Linked DNA regions of Mus musculus: all the other regions are linked to region 1. The links are chromatin contacts, called in public Hi-C and HiChIP or PLAC-seq maps. All regions are on one chromosome and are shown on one strand. The core of a region is the stretch at or near the end of the contact, and the rest is flanking DNA. Distances in the headings are between cores, read along the strand shown.

Evidence for each region. Hi-C and Micro-C count contacts between places; a contact is called where the count stands out from the background. HiChIP or PLAC-seq counts read pairs in DNA pulled down with a chosen protein or histone mark.
Region 2: a contact with region 1 is called in an H3K4me3 HiChIP or PLAC-seq map of embryonic forebrain, with 3 times the contacts expected there. The contact joins the enhancer-like site here to the promoter of Lhx5 in region 1. A contact is called at or near these places in 8 of 39 promoter capture datasets (cranial neural crest, embryonic stem cells, epiblast stem cells and 2 more), 22 of 484 Hi-C or Micro-C datasets (differentiating embryonic stem cells, embryonic fibroblasts, embryonic stem cells and 5 more), 18 of 115 datasets of contacts at active chromatin or transcription factors (craniofacial prominence, differentiating embryonic stem cells, embryonic basal ganglia and 7 more) and 3 of 9 other capture datasets (adipose tissue, embryonic stem cells and pancreatic islet).
Region 3: an H3K4me3 HiChIP or PLAC-seq map of forebrain shows a contact between it and region 1, with 6 times the contacts expected there. The contact joins the enhancer-like site here to the promoter of Lhx5 in region 1. A contact is called at or near these places in 6 of 39 promoter capture datasets (the HPC-7 cell line, cranial neural crest, embryonic stem cells and 2 more), 8 of 484 Hi-C or Micro-C datasets (cerebral cortex, embryonic stem cells, nephron progenitors and 1 more), 13 of 115 datasets of contacts at active chromatin or transcription factors (craniofacial prominence, embryonic basal ganglia, embryonic forebrain and 8 more) and 1 of 9 other capture datasets (embryonic stem cells).
Region 4: a Hi-C map of embryonic stem cells shows a contact between it and region 1, with 2.2 times the contacts expected there. The contact joins the enhancer-like site here to the promoter of Lhx5 in region 1. A contact is called at or near these places in 9 of 39 promoter capture datasets (3T3-L1-derived adipocytes, the HPC-7 cell line, cranial neural crest and 4 more), 2 of 15 datasets of contacts at CTCF or cohesin (embryonic stem cells and stem cell-derived epiblast-like cells), 35 of 484 Hi-C or Micro-C datasets (cerebellum, differentiating embryonic stem cells, embryonic stem cells and 5 more), 15 of 115 datasets of contacts at active chromatin or transcription factors (craniofacial prominence, embryonic basal ganglia, embryonic forebrain and 6 more) and 3 of 9 other capture datasets (embryonic stem cells, embryonic tail and pancreatic islet).

What each region holds. Positions count from the first base shown.
Region 1 is chr5:120,430,400-120,433,320 of GRCm38.p6, forward strand. Lhx5 (LIM homeobox protein 5) reads left to right here and starts at 1,487. Exons shown (of 5, transcript NM_008499.5): 1 at 1,487-2,054. The coding sequence starts at 1,882. Gm27199 (predicted gene 27199) reads right to left here and starts at 1,368. Exons shown (of 2, transcript NR_166585.1): 1 at 1,288-1,368. Gm31976 (a long non-coding RNA gene) reads right to left here and starts at 1,281. Exons shown (of 2, transcript XR_878743.1): 1 at 681-1,281.
Region 2 is chr5:120,300,990-120,303,852 of GRCm38.p6, forward strand. No RefSeq gene overlaps it. Among named protein-coding and RNA genes, the nearest start is that of Gm31836, 67 kb to the left of the region's middle. Within about 2 kb of position 1,387, at least 12 of the 459 cell types and tissues checked have an H3K27ac peak or open chromatin away from gene starts, as enhancers often do. A contact at or near this core is called in embryonic forebrain, where this site is marked.
Region 3 is chr5:120,193,510-120,196,360 of GRCm38.p6, forward strand. All of the region lies in intron 23 of Rbm19 (RNA binding motif protein 19), which reads left to right. Among named protein-coding and RNA genes, the nearest start is that of Gm31836, 40 kb to the right of the region's middle. Within about 2 kb of position 1,277, at least 53 of the 459 cell types and tissues checked have an H3K27ac peak or open chromatin away from gene starts, as enhancers often do. A contact at or near this core is called in cerebral cortex, embryonic basal ganglia, embryonic forebrain and 2 more, where this site is marked.
Region 4 is chr5:120,279,945-120,282,794 of GRCm38.p6, forward strand. No RefSeq gene overlaps it. Among named protein-coding and RNA genes, the nearest start is that of Gm31836, 46 kb to the left of the region's middle. Within about 2 kb of position 1,432, at least 6 of the 459 cell types and tissues checked have an H3K27ac peak or open chromatin away from gene starts, as enhancers often do.

The DNA of each region.
Region 1 (2,921 bases), core at 237-2,736:
CGACCCATGTAAGCAGACACATAGAGACACAGACCAACAAGAAAGAAAGAAAGAAAGAAAGAAAGAAAGAAAGAAAGGAAGGAAGGAAGAAAGAAAGAAAGAAAGAAAGAAAGAAAGAAAGAAAGAAAGAAAGGTAATGCACATGTTAACAGGAAATTATAAACGAGAAATTTTACATGCCAAAAAAAGAAAGAAAAAAGAAAAAGAAACAAAAATAAAAAAAAATCCCTCCACGTCCCAGGGTTTGATCGCGAACACACTATAAATAGAGAGTTTTCAAGCAGTGGATATTTGCTAACAAACTCAGTAAATACGCCCAAACAAACACCCACAGCCAAGTCTTGGCACAATTCCTCTATGGCTCCAACCCTTAGGCCCCAGCCCCGCACCATCAGCGTTCTTCCCAGCAGCAAGGAAATATCCCAAAACACTCTCCCAGCCCTACCTCGTCCAAAGCAAGCGGTGGCCTGGTTGGCCTCGCAGAAACAAGGCCTGATCCCTTTTCTCCCCTCCAGGCCCACGCGCCCCTCCTCAGAGTACACCTGCTGGTACCCACACACCTGCGAAGCTGCCTTTGGCTCTAGGAGAGGGCCAGACTTAGAGCATCTCGGGGGGCCCGGGAGTGCCTATGACGCCCGGCTGTGGCCAGCTTCCCTCGCTCTATCGAGCGACCCACTCACCACGGTTCCCGCCAGCCTGACCTGGAATATGGACGATGTGGCCAAGACAGATGTAGTGAGCTTCAGCCTCCTCTCAACCTGCCGGAACACCCATCCGAGGTAGACCACCCCTTTCGCCACACCTCCCCCAGTGCCGAGTGAGCTAGGCACTTAGAAACGACCTTCGGGATTCCCAAGACCAGGCGAGGTGACATCCCTGAGTCAACCTGGATAGGGGTGGGGGAGGGAGGCACAGAAGTACCCAAGCTTCCCGCCCTCAGTCTCTTGGTGAGAAAAGCCCTGCTGGGCCCTAGCCCCGTGAGTGACAAAAGAAGCCACCGTAGGGAGAAGTGCCGGGTCTCCCAGCTCCTACGCTCAGAGCCCGAGCGAGCCGCAGTCTAAAGCAAGAGGGAGCTGGGCGGGTTCGGAAGCAGGGGGACCACAGCGCACTCCCTGCCTGGGCAACTTCTACAGGTTGCGAGGGTGGCGAACCTGGTGGGAGGTTTCTCCCTGGCTAGGCCTTGGAACCCTGCCCCCCAAAATTATTTGTGATGGGAGAGAAAAAGAACCCTGGTTTTCGCATCGCGCCCCCACCCCTCCAGACCCAAACTAGAAGGTAAATACTTACTTAGCTTGGGAACAGGTACTAGCAAATACTCGGCAATACTGATGTCTTGTTTTTTTTGCTCTGCCCTGACCGCAACGCTGTAGCCAATTTAGATATGCTATAAATTTAAGAGGTTGCTATGGCCACGGCGCGCCCATTGGCCGCCCGGCCCCCTACGTGCCGCACCACGTCACCAAATCTGAATAAGGATGCGCGAATTAGGCGGCGGCCAGACAAAGATGAGGATCGGGACCGCTTGAAAGTGGGGGAAAGTGCCGGCGCCTCCGCCAACCGGGAAAGCCGCTCGCCAGTGCCGAAGCCAGCAGCCGCCGAGGACACCTGCTCGAAGCTGGAGCGAGCGCCCGGTCGCGACCCGTGACATGAGGCTGTGACCGCTGCCGCCCTCCACGCCACTCTGGGCAGTGCAGCGCCAGGCCGGAGAGCGTCGGAGGACTTGACCCCGAGAAGTCTTGGTTGATCCGTAACGGACTCGCCCCTACAGACTCGCCTACAGACTAGGAAGGCTGAGAGCCACAGCAGCGGGGACCGAGAGGGCCTAAGGGCCCAGGGGCCCCAAGGAGGACGAGGCGGCCCGAGCCGCCGGGGCGCGCGGCTATGATGGTGCACTGTGCTGGCTGTGAGCGGCCCATCCTCGACCGCTTTCTGCTGAACGTACTAGACCGCGCGTGGCATATCAAATGTGTTCAATGCTGCGAGTGCAAAACCAACCTCTCGGAGAAGTGCTTCTCACGGGAAGGCAAGCTATACTGTAAAAACGACTTTTTCAGGTAAGAGGCCCCGCCGCGCCCTGCTGCCTACCACTGGCTGGCCCGAGCTCTACTCTGGCTCCTTGGGAATTAAGGGACCAAGAGACCCACCCCAGCTTGGGAGGTGGGGGTGGGCAGATAGGCAGTCTGCCCTCCTCAAGCCCTGTCCTCTGCTTGTGGGATGCTGAGGTTGAGTCGAGGGAAAGGAGGAGGCTGTTTGGCTGCTTCACCTTGGGTCTGCCAGGCAGCAGCAGAGATCGGTCAGATGGCAGAGGCCCGGAAGCTCGGCAACTTGCTCTGGGCCCCTTCCCCCGACACCTGAGTCCCCAGGACAGAAGCCTCAAGACTCCCCTGTCCAGATCCCAAAGATGTGTCGGGAGTTCAGAGCAGCTAGGAGCTTCTTGTTCCACACAGTAAATCCTAAACCCAGAGGGTAATCTGAGGACAAACAGGAACTTCTCACTTCCAAAGGACCCTAGCTAAGAAGGGATCTCCTGGAGATGGGCGATGAGAACCTTCCCCTGGCCCCCCACCACCCTCACCCGATTAATTTTCTTCCTAGTTGGAGAGGCACTGAAGAAGTAGAAGGTGAAAATCAGCCGATCTGTTCTGAGATCTCCCTTCCCAAGTCCATACAGCCCCTCAAGGCAGGCCAGGACCCAGTGTCTCTGTGGGCCTCAGTTTCCCAAAATGAGAAATGCTATGGGGCAGCCTAGAAACGCGTGGGTTTTTTTTTTTTTTTTTTTTTTTTTTTTTTTTTTTTTTTTTTTTTTTTTTTGGTAGCTGCGCTTTCTGCCCGTTTCCACCCGGCACCCAGACTGGCTTTGTGAGTCTGAATTCCAGGCACTGAGGGGGCGTGATTAGCTCGGCAAAGGAGAAAGGCTGCCG
Region 2 (2,863 bases), core at 137-2,636, 130 kb before region 1:
GAATATGAACTGAAAGGCTGGGAAAGCTGGTGGTACTGGACTATACCAGAAAGGACAGCAAGATGTGCAAACTCCCCACTCGATCTCCACATGACCCATGGGGCAAACTTTCATCTTCTCCCTATAATGCCTTGCTCACACTGACCCTAGCTGAGGGGGGTGGGGTGGGGAGACAGAAGGTCACTGAAGAATGGCTTGGCAGAACCTCCCTCTGGAGTCCATTAACAAGTCTATGGATGGCCAATGGGCACCCAGGATCTGTCTGGCTCGATCACCTCTGCTGTGTCTCAGTTTCCCTAGTATGAAATGAGAGTATGACCAGCTACCTCTTAGAACAACTTGGGAAAAGGCATAGTGAGGGTGACCCAGGCCCTGAGACAGGTGTGAAGGTACTGTGCGACCTGGGGGGATCTTGTCTTCTCCAAGTCCTTCAGGATGGTACAAGAAGAGCAGGGGGTTGGTCCCAGACCCAATCTTTGGGAAGGGGAAGAGGTCCCTCAGGTTTCAGAGGGTTGGAGTGTGGCGGGGTGGGGGGATGGGGGACGGGTCTCCTGAGCTGGGTCACTCCCTGAGACCACACCATCCCTTCCTGCCTGTGCCCCTGCAGGATGTGGTATTTATTGAAGGGGTGGTATAGGGATCTTCCAGCCACTAAGCCATCCATCCATCCCCCGCCCACAAAGACAGCCACAGGCCCCGAAGGCAGAAGAACTGCATGTGCACACACAAATGTCTGTGTGTGCGTGCGTATCCTCCAACACTCAGGAGCACATGTCTTAAAAGATAGCGGGCCCTGGAAGGATCGCTTACAGAGGCGGAAGTAGAAGCCAAGAGGCAGGATCGCAAAGTCAGGGATGGGGGCAAAGCGACTGAGCGATCCCTAGTGACACAGATATGGAGCCAAAGGCAGAGGGAAACGGAGCTGGAAAAAGGAGACAGACACAACGGGGGAAGGGGAAGAGGAACGGGAAGGGGGGAGGGTTGGAGGGAGCACACAGGCGAGAGAACGGGTAAAGGAGGCCAACAGAGCCTCATGGGCAAAGGAGACCCCGAGTGCCTGGGCCCTTGTACCCCCCTCCCGCAGGGTCTTTCCCTGCACTCTGTCTTGCACCCCATCTATGTCCCTGGACCCCACTATTACCCCCTGCACCCCACTCTACCTTTAACCCCACCCCTGCAACCCCCACTACTATCCCTATCCCTACCTTGTGTCCCGCACCCTGTCCTGCACCCTCACCCCACCCCCGCCTCTGCCCCCCCACCCTCCACTATCCCCTCTTGAAAGCCACCCCCACCCCACCTCCTTGACAACACGGCAGGGTGTTCTGGCGCCTTTGTGGCCGCCCTGAAGTGCGCGGCGACAAAGGCCGGGTGACAGGGTTAATTCGCGCGCGGCGGTGGGAGCGGCGCGGCGGGGACAATGCGGCGTCTTTGAGCGCGCGGCCTTTGTGCCCGTGTGAACCGCGAAATCTGTTCCTGCGCCCGGCAGGCGGGGCTGCGCGGTTTAACCCCCTCCCGGCCTCCGCCCGCGCGCGTGAGCCCGGCCTTGAACCTGGGCTGTGCGGGAGGTGAGAGGGGCAGACGCGGGTCAAGGTTCTGTCCAGGGGCCTCCGACCTGCAGGCTGACCCGGACGAAACCCCGGCCTTCCTTCAGCCTCCCTTCCGGGAGAGAATCGGGTTGCATGGCCACGCGTGACCAGTTCAGCAGCTGCGGGGTTCTGCTGTACCCCCAAGTGGCCAGTCTTGGAGGTCACATTGCCTTTTCACTCAACCAAGCGACACAGGGTCAGCCGTGCATTCTAGGGACAAGGGCTTACCCTCTCTGGTGCCATCCCCCTCTGTCTTAAGAAGCATGAATTAGTGAGGAGGTGCGGAGTTCACGGTTAGCAGGGTCTGTGTACACGGGAAACCTCAACGCATCACAACCCTGACTGAGCCCTTCACTCTTGCCTGGGACTGATCTTACATTTAAACAGAAGTTTGTACCAGACATATATCGGACCCCATCATTTTCTCAGTGACTCTTTGCTCATCTGTAAAATGGGAGTAGGAGTTCCTCACCCACAGCATAGTGAATTCTTGCAGAATCTGCTTCCAGAAGCTTCCATGGTGGACTCTGACCGCTGTGGGCATCTTTTATCATTTTTTACACACATAACCTCTGACCCTGGGGAATCCCTGGCAGGAAGTTTCTATTGAGACTCCAGTCATAGATCCCACTTCCTGGGAGAAAAAGATCTCCCTGGGTGTGGTCACCCCACTTGGACACCCTTAGCTCCCTTCCTGACCAGGTCCTTAGTGAGTGGGGAGGGTGGGTCAGAACCCATATAGAGGCGTGGTTAGGACTAGGAGAATTCAAAGACTGCTCCTGTAGTGTGTGGCTTATGTTGGGACTTCTGATCCCTTTTGCTCCTGGTGTGAAAGACTGGGAGGATCTTTCTAGAACTGTGGAGGAGGGACTTGAACCCCCAGGGAAGCTAACCGGAAGTCCGTAGAGTTAGTTGCCCACCCCTCTAAGATGTCGTGATTCCTAAGGAAAAGAATCACCCACTCAAAGGTCTGACTGGAAACCTCGGGTGGCTAGGACCGTTTTCCCATCACCCATAAACATGAGGACAGGAAGCAGTAGGAAGGTACTGAGCTAGAAGTCACAACTGAGCTAGCCTGGCACTCAAGACATCAAGTCACAAGCCCCCTTTGGTGATATTTTTCCCCATCAGGCGCTTGGCTTTAACTCCTTCAGGCAGAGGTCTCCACTGTTGAAAATCTGGCTCACACCAGGACGGCGTCTCTGTGGGTGTGAACCTTGTCTGGGTGACCTTCGCATGTCCGACACAACACCATCCATGGCACGGGTGTCCGT
Region 3 (2,851 bases), core at 27-2,526, 240 kb before region 1:
CCCAGTCCACGGCACACGGCCCTCCCAATGCTGGGACTCCTGCTTACTCCACAGCCACGTGTCTCTGTGTCATCTCAGCTTGGACCCAGGAGGAAGAAAAGATCATAATGAAAATGAGCCTCCAGGCTAAGCAGGGCTGCAGGAGCCTGTGGGAGCCTCCACTCTCCCAAGACTGCACAGGGTTCCCAGCCCTGGTAGCCCACACTCACATAGGCCAAGGACAGAAGACCCCAGGTCAGTGTGGGCCCCTTCCCTATCTTGGGTTAAGCCCACCGTGATCGAGGTTGGGGTTCCACATGCACAGGGCCAATCCAGTTATCTGGACCTCCAGGCAGGAAGATGCCCAGGATGGACATCTTGGAGAGAAGTTAGCCTGTGGCCACTTTACAACCTCCCACCATTTAGGTCCCTTCCTCACTGGGCAGAATCACAGTGGAGAATGTGTCTGTGAGAAGCAAACCCCACTCACTGCCTACCTTACTTGAATAAGATCCACATCCCTGCCCTTTGAGGTGGGTCTGTTGGGCTTACTGTTGTGTGAATACTGTCCTGTGACTCACTCTGCTTCTGCTTCTGTTGCCGAGACTGAGGGTAGAGCTGTCACTTTCCACTGCAAGGCAAGTGTCAGTGGGACACTTGGCTATGATGTGAGGAAAAGGCCCCCAGAGTGAGCTCAGCACCATGTAGAGAGCCAGTCTGTACCCACAGGGCTTCCCCACAGCTCAGGGCTCATGTACCCAACTTGTGGGATTCCCCACAGGCACTTAGAGACCTGACCCTGCCTGTGTCCCAGCTCAGCCACGGCAGCTCAGCCCCTTCTGCTGGGTGCTGGCCGTCAGAGTCACTTGATGGTACATTTAACACTTCTTGTCTATCTTGGCCGGTGCCTTCTGGCAACTGAGTGTTCACCCTTGTGCTAGCCAAAGTCCTGAAGGCCCTGTGGCTTGTCACTTCCTGCATTTCTAAACAGGATCTCGCCATTGTCCAGGCTGGCTGCTCACCACCAGGCTCAGACCATCTTCCTGTGCCAGCCTCCCTGGTCCTGGGGTACCAGGCATGGCCAGCACATGCAACTTGTGCTTAGACGCTTCGTCTTCATTCGGGAACTGAGCCCAAACAGGGAAAGCAACTGGCTTGCATGCAGCCTCCATCCAGAGTGGCAGGGTCTGCTGCAGGCCTGCTGGCTTCCCCTTCTGGGCCGCCTCTGTCTCGCCTGCCTCTTCACGGAGCCCTTCCAGCGTCCTTTCTCCCTGTCAGCCCTGCTCTCCTCCCCAGCCTCCCTCTCCTCCCATGAAGCCTTTCTCCTGTCTTCCCACAGTCCCCCGCCTGCCCGCCCGTGCCTTCCATGCAGGCGACATTGCCAGCCAGGGAAGGGAAAAAAAGATGCGGGCTGGCATTCTGTCAAGGAATTAATTGAAAAATAAAACCATTAGGTGGGAACTGGAGAAATGCAGAAGTGGGTGTTTGGAGGTTGGGGGGAGGGGGCAGGACTGGGGGGCTGTTGGGGGCCGGCCGAGCTTTTTGTTGAGTTCATTTCTCGGTATTGATGTTTGGTGACAGTCACTTGTTGTTTATCTCCAGGAGCAGCTGCGCTGTGGAAGGAAAATGCGCGGCTTGTTCCGTTTATTTATTTCACACCTTCCCTGGGTTCTGCTTTGTGTTTGTTTGGTGAAGGCCCACGGAGGCCTCCGACATGGGGAAGCGGGGTTTCCACAGCTGTTCCTGCCAGGCGGAGCCGGCACTCCATGTGGAGGCAGGCCAGTGGGGGTGGGGGGCTGGGTGGCAGCAGTGAAGACGAGAAATGGGGGTGAGTGGCCCAACCCCCATCCCTGGCTGTAGACTTGAACCTGACCCATCAGTAAGGTGCACCCACCCCATCCTTACGGCCACCCCAGGAGGTGGCAGAGAGCAGGGGTGACATGCTCAGGGTGACTTGGCTGGTGATGGCAGATGGGCACTACAGAAAGCAGCTGTTCAGAAAGTGCATGAAGACTTGGGCTAAGGAACCCTACTCTGAGCAAAGACAGGCTGGTGCTGTGAGCACAGGCTGAAGGCAGTGGCTACCATGAAGCAGTCCCCAAGGCTTCCTCCCTGAGGACTGTTAGCAGGGCAGTGTTCAGAGGTCCTGGCCAAGAGTCAGTTGGCTCCTGGCTGGGGTCCCAGGCAGGTGTTGCCCAGGTCTCTGTGATGAGAGAGAAGTGTGTGTGTGTGTGTGTGTGTGTGTGTGTGTGTGTGTGCACGCGCGCACATGCGTGCGCGAGTTTGTGTAGCAAGGTATTCATGGAAACCATTCATGGCTTCATACATTCTTCTCTCTGCTCCTTTTGCCATAGCCTGATCCCTTTGAGCCCGGTTGTACCCTGGCCCTCTTCAGTCAGTCTATCAGTCTCTCAGTAGACATTTACTGAGGGCTGCTTGTATTAAGACAGTTCTGGGCATTGGAGCACAGGGGCAGGCATGATAGGCATCCCTGCCTTCCAGCAAGAGACAAACAGCAGCAAAGCCAAAAGGTCTTAGGGGTACTGTGGGGCACCCAGGGATGCTTCACCACAGGCATGAGGCCCCTGAGCAGCCCAGTAGAGCATTCTAGATAGGCCACAGCAGTGCAAAGGCCCTGAGGTGAGAGGAATGGGTACAGGATAGGGAAGGGGCCGGCTCCTGTGGACTGGTTGCCAACAATATGACAGTTTGGCTTCCCCCAGGAACAGGGCAAAGTTCTGCAGGAGAGGGAGTTGGGCTCTAGAGTTGGCTTGACAGGGTCTCTCTGTGCTGGAAGGACCATCATAATGGCAGAAGGGGTCTGCTCTGAAACAGCAAGGACACCTGAGGGACACCTGCCCCCTGCAGCTTC
Region 4 (2,850 bases), core at 182-2,681, 150 kb before region 1:
AGCATGGGGACAGGACACAGAGGAGGGGGGAAGGAGGGGGGGTTGGGGAAGTTGTAGAACCTACCCCCACCCCCACCAGAGACTATTCTACAAAGAATCTGACATTCCGATTAAGTTCGTGTTCATAAATCACAACCAATCACTCCACTTTGCCCCCAGATGTCAGGGGCCCACGTTCCAGGGATTCACACAAGGAAACTGAGGCATGCCCAATAAGACCAGCTGAGTGAAGGTAGTTGAGATGCACCCCACCCCACAGGTCCATCTGGAGACCTGCACCCCGCTACCCAGATGGGGTGCAAGTAATAGGAGGTAGCCCCCTCTCAGGGGGCCCCACAGAGGTCCAGCATGGAGGAGGAGCATGGTACCGGTCGCCCTCTGCACGCCTGCTGTCCTGATGCGGCTCCCGGTTCAGGGCCAAGGCTTTGTGGAGTCTTATCTTTGCCCTCACTATTTTTTTCTTTCTGAGCATTGAAGTTCAAAATCCTCTCTCCGCCTCTCCGATGGGCGGTTTCCGTGTCACCGCCATATCGCTGTTTAACATGTGCTGCTAAGAACTGGGGACAGTGGCCGGTGCCTGCAGATTAGCTATTCCCACGGAGATGTGATTTATCGCGAAGATCCCCCACCCCCCCCAACCCCCCAGAACACATTCATCAGAAATTAAAGCTGGAGGAGGAGGGAGGGTGGCAGGGTAATGGGGAGGGAGGTGAAGAAGGGTGAGGAGGCAGGAAGGTGGGAGAGGGGCCAGGTGGTGTGGGAAGGAAAAAAGGGGGTGGGGAGACTTGGAATCTGGAGAAAGCAAGCGGGGTGGGGGCTGGTGAGGGGAAAGGGGAATGTAAGAGAAGGGGAATTAAGGAGGGGAGAGAGGCTGGGACGGGGCGGGGAAGGAAAAGAATGAAGGGGAAAGGAAAGGAGAAGAGAGGAAAAAGGGGGGGTGATACAGAAGGTAGAAAAGAGTCTGGAGATGAAAGACACTGGGAGAGGTCATCGGAGAGGGAGAGAGAAGGAGGCGGGGGGGGGGGTAGAAGCGGAAGAGAGAAAAATAAAACCGACAGAGCTTAAAAATAAAAAGCAAGGGGCACACAAGGCTGTGAATATGGGAACAGAGAGGAGAGACAGGAACCCACAAGTGTGGGGACCTCAATGCCCGCGTCTCCCAGGTGGCGACCCCTGCAGTGCGCCCATGCCAGACCCCAAACCCAAGTCCTGTCTCCTCCGAGGACTCTTCCAGGGGAGGGGGAGGCAGCCTGCGTCTCTGATTTGGTGTCTCCTTTGGGCAGGTTCATGCAGATACATGTATGCACTGCTCTAAACGGAAATATATCCATATAAATCTCTGGCTTCGTCCCGCAGGCCCTAGAGATGCGCGGGCCTGGATCAGAGGTGACAGCGATAAGCAGATTAGAGCGGGTTGGTTCATTTGTTGTAGGATGCTCCGGGAGGGGGGTTTTGTTCTCAGAAGACCAACCGGAAGGTTATCTAAATAGGCTACGTCTGAACTAACCCAGAGCCGCCCCCCCGCTGGGACATTAATGGTACAAAGAGCGAAAGACAGGAGGCGGACATGAGTTACAATGATTATTTGATTATCTTGGGCTTTAACAAACCCAGCCAGTTCGTCTGGGTGTGAAAAATTAACTGTTCTCACAGTGGCAAATTTCACAGCGTTCTGAGTTATCTCTCTCTCTCTTTTTCCAGAGAGGCGGAGGGCCGTGGGCGAGGGTGAGGGGTGATAAGGATGCCCCAGTTTCTCTCGGACGGGATCCCCACGGATGGGTTCCTCTGGATCGAGGAAATCACCCACACAATTTAGGGTCCCTTCAAAGAAGGTTCTGGATCAACAGTTTAAAATGTAAGCATAGACTGGCTTCCATGACGAGGGCCTGGCCTTCTGCAGCTGAAACAATTTTCTTTTTAAAGCAAGGCACGGTAGCCCGCAATTTGCAAGAAGCAGGAAGATTGCTGGGAGCTAGAGGCCAGCCTGGGCTCTAGACGGATAGGCAGTGACAAAATATTTGTGTGTGCTAGTTAGTGCCTAGGTGCCCGTGCTTGTTCCGGCACACACACGCCCGTGTTTGCGCATGTGCGTGGATGTCAGAGGTCAACCTTGAAGGTTGTTGCTCGGGCATCACCCCCTTTCCTTTTCGAGACAAAGTCTCTTGTTGAAACTGGGCTTGCTGATTCCTTAAGGCTGGCTGGCCCTTGAGCTCCTGAGATCCACAAGCCTCTGTTTCCGCCAGCGCTGGGATTGCAGGCATGTGCCACCACTCCTGCATGGGCTTGGGGTAAAGCTCGGGTTCTTATCTTGTTGAGCAGGCTGTTGATGAGCCTTCCCTGAGCCTCAACAAAAACTATATAGGTATCTAAAGAATTTGTCTTCTTTATTGGGAGGGGGGGGCGGGGCACATGGGTGCAGGTGCCTGCAGAATCCAGTAGAGGGCGTTGGAGTCTCGGGAGCTGGAGTTAACAAGGAGGTTGTGACCCACCAGTGTGGGAGCAGGGAACTGAACCCAGATCCCAACAAAAGAAGTTCTTTTAACCACTGAGCCATCTCTCTAGCCCAACCCCCCAAAATATCAGTTCCTTTGCTTATGGCCCGGGGTCATTTCTACTTAGACCTGCACCAGCCATTAGGGTAGCCCTCTGCCTCACTGGGCTGCACTGTGCTGGTCCCTCGCTCTATATTGATGGGCTTCGAACACGCCATGCCTAGTGCATCTCAAAGACTTAAAAGGGTAAAAGGCTACACTAGATTATGGTTTTTCTAGCTCCGTGACAGAGGTGAACGGGAATATATTGGTTATTCAGAGGTAAAGAATGCTATTAACTTGAGAGGTTTAGTGAAGG